Linked DNA regions of Sus scrofa: region 2 is linked to region 1. A link is a contact called in public HiChIP or PLAC-seq data. All regions are on one chromosome and are shown on one strand. The core of a region is the stretch at or near the end of the contact, and the rest is flanking DNA. Distances in the headings are between cores, read along the strand shown. Region 1 has its middle 41 kb from the start of TANC2. Region 2 overlaps MARCH10 (probable E3 ubiquitin-protein ligase MARCH10).

Region 1 (5,001 bases), core at 819-3,318:
TAAAAATTGTATAGTGCAGCTTTTTCAATAGTTGGGGCAGAGTTGTAGCCAATTAGTCAGAATTTGCGAAGTTTTAGTCTTTTGCCCCCAAACTCTAAAGAAGTTATTATGTATCTTAACAAATGTTACAGCCTGTAAGACACATGTGCATATTTCTCACAGCAGCCTTTTGTGTTTTATTGTAAGAATATTAAAGGGGAATGGATTTATGTGGATAATCATTGAAGCTGGGTATTGAGTACGTGGAGTTGATTGTATTCTATTTGGTGGATGTTTTAAAATATAGAGTTTTAAATAAACACATACATATGAGCTACATATGATCTCATGGGTGGACAATTTCACTTTGCAATTGAAGTGTAGTTGCGTAATTGTGTTTTGGTCTATAACTATTTTAAAAAATGGAAAATAACCTCCTAGTCGCTTCTTAAAAAGGGGCAAACTGTGCCAGCTGATTTGAATGAGAGTGAATGTTTTTCACTCTATTTTCACAGCTGTCTTATCAGTTTCCTAAACTCAATTAGGGTGGAGCACAGGAATTTCACTCTGCGGGGACTAGGGGCTTTGTTGTGGTGGTTTGAAGATAAGGATATATCTTCCCAGGCTAACCTCTTGGAGTGAAGACATTTCCCCAGAAGGGGGAAAATGCAGGGCCTTAAAGATCTCTTCATAGAGTTTGCAGAGTGGTTGACGCTTAACAGTCTACGGAGAACTCTGCCAGCCTCCTGGGAAAATGATTGGGTATTCAATTGTTTCCACTTGGGCACTTTCCCAGACTAGATAAAGCCTCTCCATTCCATCCTACCCCTCCTCCACCCTAATTTTCCCTGAACCCCAGGTGCGGCAGGCTTGCTTTTGTCCAGGATGAAGGAGGGCAAGAGCTATTGGGTAAATGAGGAAAGCATCCTTTCAGTCTTCTCGCCTGCTGACGTCATGCCAGTGTTCTCTTGGCTTTCGTGTGGAAATGAGAATTTCCACAATTTTAAAGGGAGTGTCTGTTACTGTTCATTATGAACTGGATAGTAATTATTATAGGTTCTTAACCTCTTTATACGATCTGGATTTTATGCCTGTGAGATATGAATTGAGCTGAGGACTTTATGAGAAGCAGAAGGATTTTTTTTTTTTTTTGCAGAGTTTTCATTTTACTCATAACCTAGTTTTAGACGGGAGATGTGGGTGGTGAGCATCCAGGCCCTTCATGAGGCATTACACAATCTATTCGAGTTATACAGAGTGGATAGAAAAATGCCTATAACCCACTTTTTAAAAGTGTTTCATAATACAGACTGGAAAACCCTAGAAAATTCTTTAGGGCATGGAATTTCTTGACACTGTTTCTTGGTAGAAGAGTTCTCAAAACAGCTAACGACTCCCTGTTCCTGCAGTTCACAGGGTGGAAGAGGAGGAGGGTAAGCGCGTGGCAGACGAAGGGCTTTGGGGAATGTTTTGCCCTTGGGACTTGACAACCACTTATTGGTTCAAAGGTTTGCACCCCAAACCTAGAAAAGATTCCCATGTTTGGGGGATTGCAGTTAGCATAACTATTTTATCACAGCGGATTTTCATCAGAAGTTTTCATTAGGAGCGACAGACAAAATTAATGAAAGCTGAAAATTCGGAAGCCTCTCATCCCCCCTAAAAAAATTAAATAAAAAAACTTCTTTTCATGAAAGTGAAAGCATACATTAAGATCGCTTTCCGGGAGTTCCCATCGTGGCACAGTGGAAACAAATCCGACTAGGAACCATGAGGTTGTGGGTTTGATCCCTGGCCTTGCTCAGTGGGTTAAGGATCTGGCATTGCCATGAGCTGTGGTGTAGGTTGCAGATGTGGCTCAGATCCCACGTTGCTGTGACTCTGGCGTAGGCTTCACAGCTACAGCTCTGATTAGACCCCTAGCCTGGGAACCTCCACATGCCGCGGGTGCAGCCCTAGAAAAGGAAAAAAAAAAAAAAAAAAAAAAAAAAGATCGCTTTCCCTTCGTAGCTCCAGAATTTTTAAGGAAAATTTATATTCTATGCTTTTGTCATCATGAGTCACACTTTGAGAGCTCATAAGGTATGGAGCAATGGTCATTAGGCAATAGAGAAAAGTTGTATAGAAGTTGATGAGTCATAACAGTCCTAGGTTTCAAGGTTCTTATCTTTCACTAATTTATTAAATATTGGTGTGCCATTCTAGGGGCTGAGCATATAGCAAAACATAAGAAAGACAAGGTTCTAGTTCTCACAGAGCTTGTGTGTTCTAATATGGATAGACTCCCAAAGCGATGCAACACTAGGTAGTAATGAGGGCTAATATGAGGTCAAACAGGACAGGGTGATAGAGAATAGACGAGTAAATGTTTTCAGCTGGGTGGTAAGGGAAGGCCCCTCTGAGAAGATGACATTTGAATTGAGACTCAAAGGTGGGGAAGAAGCCATCGATGGAAGATCAAGGGAATCCATATTCCAGGGAGAGGGAGCAAAGAGTGCCAAAGCACCAAACCTTAACCTGCACGAGGAACAGAAAGCTAGCAACTGTGGCTCAGGCTCGGAGAGCAGGGGAGAGGGTGACCTGGTCAGAGGGAGGACCAGAAACCTTGTCATGAAGAGCCTTGGAAGCCAGAAGTTATGCTAAACGTGATGGAATGACTTTGAAGATTTAATTTTGTTTTATGGCCAAACCCATGGCATATGGAAGTTCTGGGCCAAAAATTGAGTCCGAGCCACAGCTGCTGTCCTGCACGACAGCTGTGGCAAATCCAGATCTTTAACCCACTCTCCCAGGGTAGGGACTGAACGCAAGTCTGTGCAGTGACCCAAGCTGCTGCTATGGAATTCTTAACCCATTGTGCCACAGCAGGAACTCCTGAAGGGTTTTGAGCAGAGGAGTCTTGTTATCTGATTTGCATTTTAAAACATTACTCTGGCTACCACGTGGAGAATGGATTATACCAAGTGTCTATGGTGATTTTGGTAAAAGATAAAGGTGGCTTGGATGAGGATAAAGAGAGAGGAGCAGCTGGGTTTGGGGTGTGTTAGAGACCCAGTAGAGAGATCTTGTTGGTGGGTCATTGTGGGAGACTAAGGAATGGATGATGCCCAGACTCTTTGGGCTCCTGTAGGAGCTACTTGCCAGATAGGGAAAGCTGGGAGACGCAAGGAAGTGGCTGCAGAAACAAAGGCTTGCCCCAGGGGCATGTTAATTTGGAAACATTCAAATTAGATGTGAAATAGCAGCTGGTTAAAAAGGTTGGGGCTGCAGGTTTATTCCCACCTTGATGCTGTTACTCATGCTGCTCCCTTTTCCTGAAAAGTCTTTCCGTTCCTTCCACCCACCCCACCTTAAGCATTAAAAAAAAAAAAAAAAAAAAAAAAAAGGTTGGGGCTGGAAATGGGGAATAGGGAAATAGGGTTGCAGGCGCACCTGTGGTCAAAGATAGGTTTTTAAAAAATAGTTACTTTTTTTTTTTTTTTAAAGATGAGGGTACTTAACTATGTAAGCTAATAGGAATGATGCAGGACAGAGGGAAAAATATCAGTGTGATGGGTTACCTATTTGATGTCTTCCAAGCACAGGCCCAAGAAAGAAAAGACAAGTTGGAAAACAAAGCATCGATTACTATTTGCTATGTATGTATTACAGGCTTTGGGAGAGGAGCAGGATAGAAAGAGAAGATGAGCATGGAGAAAGGGAACTAGGGAAGGCAAGAGAAGAAAGAAATAGAATTTTAAAAATAGTATAGAGTTAAAAAATACATCTGTGGGACCTGGGAGGAGGCTGAGGAATGAGTGAATTCTGCTTCTAACTGCTAGAGACAAATTTTTCTAGGCGACACGCATTCCATTGTCCACTAAAGCCTTTCTGCCCTAGAGAGGGCAGCAGTTAAGAATGGTGTGGATATAAACTCCCAGCTCCACTTCTTGCTGGAAGGGAGCAAGTTATGCAACTTCTTTGTGCCTCAGTTTCCTCACCAGAAACATGGACTCAGAAGGGCTTGCCTTGTGGGGTTAGTGTGTGAATGAAATGAGACCATTCTTGTAAAACACAGGGCAAACTTGGCATCTTTCTAGGTACTTCTGAGACTTTGGGCAAATCCTATCTCAAGTCCCTTGAGGCCATGGGACATGTCTTATCTTTTAACTTGCCATGGAATCTAGTACATAGCCTTATGTGTAAGTAAATTTTGAATGCTCACTTTTCCCTTCTTTTTGTTTCCCTTTCCTTCTGCTGTGCTAGACCTCTCCCGTGCTGCTCATCCTTTTGTACTTGCGATCTTGGTCTATAGAGTGTTTGTTCTGTTGGATATTAGAATCATGGAAAACACGAGGTGGGGCTTTAGCTTTATTCTCTCTTCCCTCCCAAAGCAAGAAAGATGTCCAATATGAACACCTTGATTAAAAGTGAAAGTTTATACCAACATTAATTTTTCTTTTATTCCCAAGTCCATACATAATTTCTCTTGTTCATCTAACTGATTAGCTACACAAAGATTGGTTCCTGGAAAACTTTTTAATCCAAGAGAACAGCTCAGCCCTGCATCAATTTTTTTTTTTGCCTTTTCTAGGGCTGCTCCTGTGGCATATGGAGGTTCCCAGGCTGGGGGTCCAATCGGAGCTGTAGCTGCTGGCCACAGCCACAGCAATGCCAGATCTGAGCCACATGTGCAACCTACACCACAGCTCACAGCAACGCCAGATCCTTAACCCACTGAGCAAGGCCAGGGATCAAACCTGAAACCTCATGGTTCCTAGTCGGATTCATTAACCACTGCGCCGCGACGGGAACTCCCAGCCCCACATCAATTTTTGACTGCTTAGTCTACGTCATGTGTGTCCTCTTCCATTAAAATGTAAGCTCCCCAAAGATACAGACCCTGCACAGTTCTTTTAAAATAAAAGTTTTATTGTGACATATTTCAGCTAGAGGGAAAAAGGTAAAAAATAAAATATGCAAACATGTACATTTCATCCACTTTAAAAGACTTCTTATACAATTATTCCTGCCTGTGTCCTC
Region 2 (5,001 bases), core at 1,590-4,089, 130 kb after region 1:
CTTTTCACTGCTTTTGAAATTATCTCTTGTGTGATGTCCTATCAAACTGGACCACAGCTTCTTAAGGGCAAGGGTGGAGTCTTACTCTCCTGTGTTGAACCCAATGCCTTGTCATTAATGAAAGCCAACATTACGAAACTTGATCACCAACTCTGTTTATCAGACATAGATCCAGTTGACTTGCAACTAATCCTCAAAGTCAAACCCACTCTCATTGAGCATTTTCAAAACCACTCACCACAGGTTCTGCAAAAAATAAATACAGTCGTCTTTAATATGTTCTGAGTACTGTCAAATTAAGTATAGAGCCACCCACAGCAACGACTTTGACGGGAACAGTGGTAAGTTGCATTATCTACTCTACCCCTTGCCTTGTTCCAGAAGAGATTAAATTGGGGGTTAAGAATCAATTGCATGGCTTTAATGACCCCTCAGTAACCTGGTGCATATGTGACTTGTCTGTATTTAGATAATTTATGAAGGGAGGCTTTGCTCCGGGTGGATATTGAAACCCTGGGCCATCGATGAACTAGGCTGGTTGCTCGCAGAACCTCAGCTTTCACTAGCAGCCCAGCAACATGCATGAGGGATTTCAGGGTGTACAAATAGTGTAAAACCTAGCCACCTGATCTGACTGCCAAATCATAGACATTTGCCGCATACGCCTTCCCATGCTGGACTCTCCTTTAATGAGCTGGCTCAAATTGAAGCCCTTAGAAACTTCCTGTAGACACTGTTCCCGCAACATCCTAAAATACGCTCTGGGTTGGTATGCACCAAATTAGCAGTGCCTTTACAGGTCTGTCTGCTCTCGGCAGGAGAGGAGGGTTAAACCCACTCCGAGTTATTTTGATGTCACTCCTTTTGGTGGTTGGGTGGGACCCTTTTGAAAAAACAAGAGGAAATAAACATCTATCTGGCATATTCCATGCTATTTCAGAATCTGGTAACTAGTACATAATGATACACCATCTCAGAATTTGGCTCTATTTCTTCAAGGGCGTTTGTGCTACATAGCTCCCCGCCCCCTCCCACCCTCCCGCTTCTTTTGGTCGAATGCGTTTATATAACTTGTGGTAGAATTTAGCCATTAATGTCCACTGAGAGCTAAAAGAAAGATTACACGTGGCATTTCAGGATGATTTTCTATCATCTATCAAATGTGTTTGATGGCTTTCATTTCATGTCACTTATTCATTCTGATTCTTTCAAGTACATGGCAAGCCACAAATATGACAATGTGAACCTGTTTCCGGACATGCTTGGGGACCGTCCACCCAGGGGGTTGAGGAAATGGACATAATGCAACTTTCCATCCCATAGGAGTCATGGGGAGGGCTCTGCCCACCTCTGATATGTGTGTCTGTGTGTCTGTGTGTATGTATGTGTGTGTGCTTCTCTGCTCTTCATAGAAGAGAGAAATCAACTCACTCGAGGGGAGTATCATGTCAAACTGTTTTTACACCTTTGATTTCTTAATCTCTTAAAACTAATGACTTTAATAATGTCACCAGTGGTAGTTAAGACCCAAAGCTCTGAGGTAAGCATGTTGGATCATAAGAATAACAAAAAAGAAGCAACTGAAGGCAATGGCAAGTCTTCCTTCCCAAAATGCTTGCGGAGTTCAACTAACAATAACCTTGACAGAGGTCACAGCTGAAGATGCAGAGTTAGGTCATAGTCACAGTGCTTTTCAGACCAGAACCCTGAGGCTGGGAAACATTCTTGTGGGACATGGCTTCTTGAGGGACCAGGAGCCTGGATGACGACCAGAAGAATGGGGCTGATAATAAAAGGAACAGAAGAAGAAAGTTTGAGCATCCCTGTGGGTTCAGAAAGCTGTCTGAAGAAAAAGCAGTTCCCAGAGGGACCCTGAGTGATTGGGAGCAGGGTCTCCTCAGCTGGCTGCCCCAGGAGAGGGACGGGCAGGCATAGAAAGCAGACCTCTGCTTCCAGGACAGAAAAACAAGGATGAACTTCAGGCCTAGATAAAAAAAAAGAGTCTTTCTTCTTCTGTGACCACGATCAGAATCACATTATGTGGCAAAGGCTGACTTGAGAAAAAGGAATGAACTAAGGAGTGGGATTAAGCCTGATCTGAGGATGGTAATGATGGAGAAGATGATGCTGGTGATGATGGAGAGGATGATGCTGGTGATGATGGAGAGGATGATGCTGCTGATGATGGAGAGGATGATGCTGCTGATGATGGAGAGGATGATGCTGCTGATGGATGCTGATGATGATGAAGACAGTGATGATGATGGTGACAGCAGTGATGATGATGACAGTGGTGAAGTTGATGGTAATAATGATGAGTTTTATTGACCACTTTTACTGCATGTTCACTGCGAGCCATTCACTCTGCTAAGCGTCTTATCAACAATGCCTCTTGCTCTCCCAGCAATCAGGCAGCCCAGGGACATCTCCCTCTCAGAGATGAGGGAAGCAAGAATCAATGGAGTTAGTCAGCTTGCCCAAGGTCACGATGCTAGAAAAGTGGCAGAGCTGGGGTTTGTCATGTTTACCCGGATTGCGACGGTGAGTCACAAAACTCACGTCATCCCCCACAGGCATATATGCACATTCTGTGTTCTGCCCCCACCCCCACCCCCCCGCAATGGTAGCTTCTGCACAGAAGGTAGCCTAACTACGCGTGCTGCAGTCAGAGGGATGGGCTTGGGGGGTGAGGGGGCGCAGAGGGGGAGCGACACCAGAGGAGGAGTGAAGGAAGAAGCCCCAGTTCTGCCGGAAAGAAACAGGAAGTTACCTGAAGCCTCTCATTACAAGACTGCCCTCAGCCAGTTTTGTCACATGTTCATGTGACCAAAAACTTATTTATAGCAGTCTAGCTTCAGACACTTGAAACCGAAAGGGAAATAAAGTTCCAAGGTAAGGGGAGCCCCTGGTGACAATGAATTACAAATCTATCCCCCCTCCCCAGCCTGTGGATTTCATACTCCTCTGCCCCTTTCAGGACCCTCACGGCAGAAACATCAGCATCAAAAAACCCAAAACGAAGCAAAACCCACTCACATTTACAAATAACAAGAAAACTAGCCCCTGAGGGTGGAGGGAAGTACAGCTAGGTTTTTGCTGTTTCCAGGACTGGAAATCCGGGCTTGGCTCTGTCCCTGTTCCTTCTCAGCAAAGCTGTTCACGTCGAGAAGACTAACACTTGATTTACATGGAAAGATTGCTTGACTGGAGCAAGATAAAAATTAGGAGGCACCTCCCTTGCCACTGGTTTCTTCTGCTCCCCCATGGCGGGGGGGATAAGGCACCAGAGGCGGGGGGGGGCATTTTTTTTTTCAACATTGCAAACCATTCTATTCCTCCTCCCCTTTGGGTAAAGAAATATTTAAGTCGCATGCATTCTTGGAGAGAATTTTCAAAAAACACTCAGCCCACAAGAATTCTGTTCTTCCCACAAAATCTGCCTCGATCCTGCGTGCAGTTGCTAACACGGGCTCCTCCACTTTCAGCCCATCAGCGTTTTCTTCTCTTGTCTTTAATAGGAGTTGGTTAGGGTAACAGAGACATCTGCTGCCCCGGGAAACAACACTCCACGCAGGGGCACCTCCCCAGCAGGAGCTCCAATCTGAAGTCATCGTAAAGGAATACCAAAAAGAGGCCCATATCTCGTTGAGTGTCATTAAACTCTCTGGCTGACTCTTTAGGTTTTAGCTTGGTTTATTTTATCATTTGATATTTATTTAACTTATTTAGTACAGTATCGGGGGTGTTTTCTTATTTATTAAAAACAAATGCTGTTTGTTAAAAGAGCTTGCTTATCCATATGGCATCGTTTTTTGAAATTAACAAACCCAAAGGGAAAACCCCACCATTCTGGAGTGTTCTCCATTTCTGAGCAAGGTGGGGTGAAAGCACACCTCTCTCCTAGAAATCCAGGATTCCACCTGCTGCAGGTACCACTGGCTGTTCTGGAGGAGCCCAGACACCTGTGCCTCACCTGCAAATCAGTTGTGAAGCAGAGAGTAATGGACTCTCTGTTCCCAGGTCCAAGTGTTAAATGTTTTGTTAATGTCGGGTCATTTCCGCTCTTAACCTCTAGCAGAATATTGGGCTTTCCCGTGGCCGTGAGATTCTGGCACGTCCTCCTACATCAAGGAAGGAGATGGATTTCCTAACAGAGGGGAACTGAGGCAGAAGAAATCTTTCCTTTCCCAACCCAGGCAGGAAGAAGAAGACATCAGGCCTACCTTAAAGATAATATTGTCTGTCTTTACGCTGCATTTCTTTACTGTAGCAGTGGATAATTCCACTCTGGCAGAGGAAAGAGTTCAGTCATTGGACCTGTTGAAATGCTCCAAGAAGTTTTACCCTTTTGGAGTATTTAAACCATCAGTTGGAAGGGAAGTAAGCACTTCCCTTTTTTTCGGGTCATAAAATGTTTATCAAGGTATACTTTAGGGAATAGCGTGACTATAAAATTTAGGATCACAATATGAAAATATCAGTTGAAAGTGAAGTAAGCCAGACAAAGACAAATATCATATGCTATCACATATATAGAATCTTAAAAAATGATATGAATGAACTTACATACAAAACAGAAATAGACCGACAGACATAGAAAACAAGCTTACAGTCACCAAAGGGAAAGTGGGGACAGGGGATAAACTTGTTTGGGATTAACTGATACACACTATATATATAAAATAGATCTATAAACCAGGAGGTCCCATTGTGGGGCAGTGGAAATGAAACTGACTGGTATCCATGAGGATGCGGGTTCAATCCCTGTCCCTCTCTCAGGGGGTCAGGGTTCCAGCGTTGCCATGAGCTGTGGTGTAGGTCACAGACTTGGCTTGAATCCCACATTGTTGTGGCTGTGACTTAGGCCGGCTTTTATTCGACCCCTAGTCTGGGAAAGTCCATGTACTGCAAGTATGGCCCAAAAAGCAAAAAAAAAAAAAAAGAAAGAAAGAAAAAAAGATCTATGTATAAAATAGATCATCTATAACACAGGGAACTACA

The links. HiChIP or PLAC-seq counts read pairs in DNA pulled down with a chosen protein or histone mark.
Region 2: an H3K27ac HiChIP or PLAC-seq map of alveolar macrophages shows a contact between it and region 1. The contact joins two enhancer-like sites. A contact is called at or near these places in 1 of 47 Hi-C or Micro-C datasets (embryonic fibroblasts) and 1 of 2 datasets of contacts at active chromatin or transcription factors (alveolar macrophages).

What each region holds. Positions count from the first base shown.
Region 1 is chr12:15,852,798-15,857,798 of Sscrofa11.1, forward strand. No RefSeq gene overlaps it. Among named protein-coding and RNA genes, the nearest start is that of TANC2, 41 kb to the left of the region's middle. Within about 2 kb of position 2,069, at least 1 of the 83 cell types and tissues checked has an H3K27ac peak or open chromatin away from gene starts, as enhancers often do. A contact at or near this core is called in alveolar macrophages, where this site is marked.
Region 2 is chr12:15,979,497-15,984,497 of Sscrofa11.1, forward strand. The region is part of intron 2 of MARCH10 (probable E3 ubiquitin-protein ligase MARCH10); the gene reads left to right. Among named protein-coding and RNA genes, the nearest start is that of MARCH10, 12 kb to the left of the region's middle. Within about 2 kb of position 2,840, at least 25 of the 83 cell types and tissues checked have an H3K27ac peak or open chromatin away from gene starts, as enhancers often do. A contact at or near this core is called in alveolar macrophages, where this site is marked.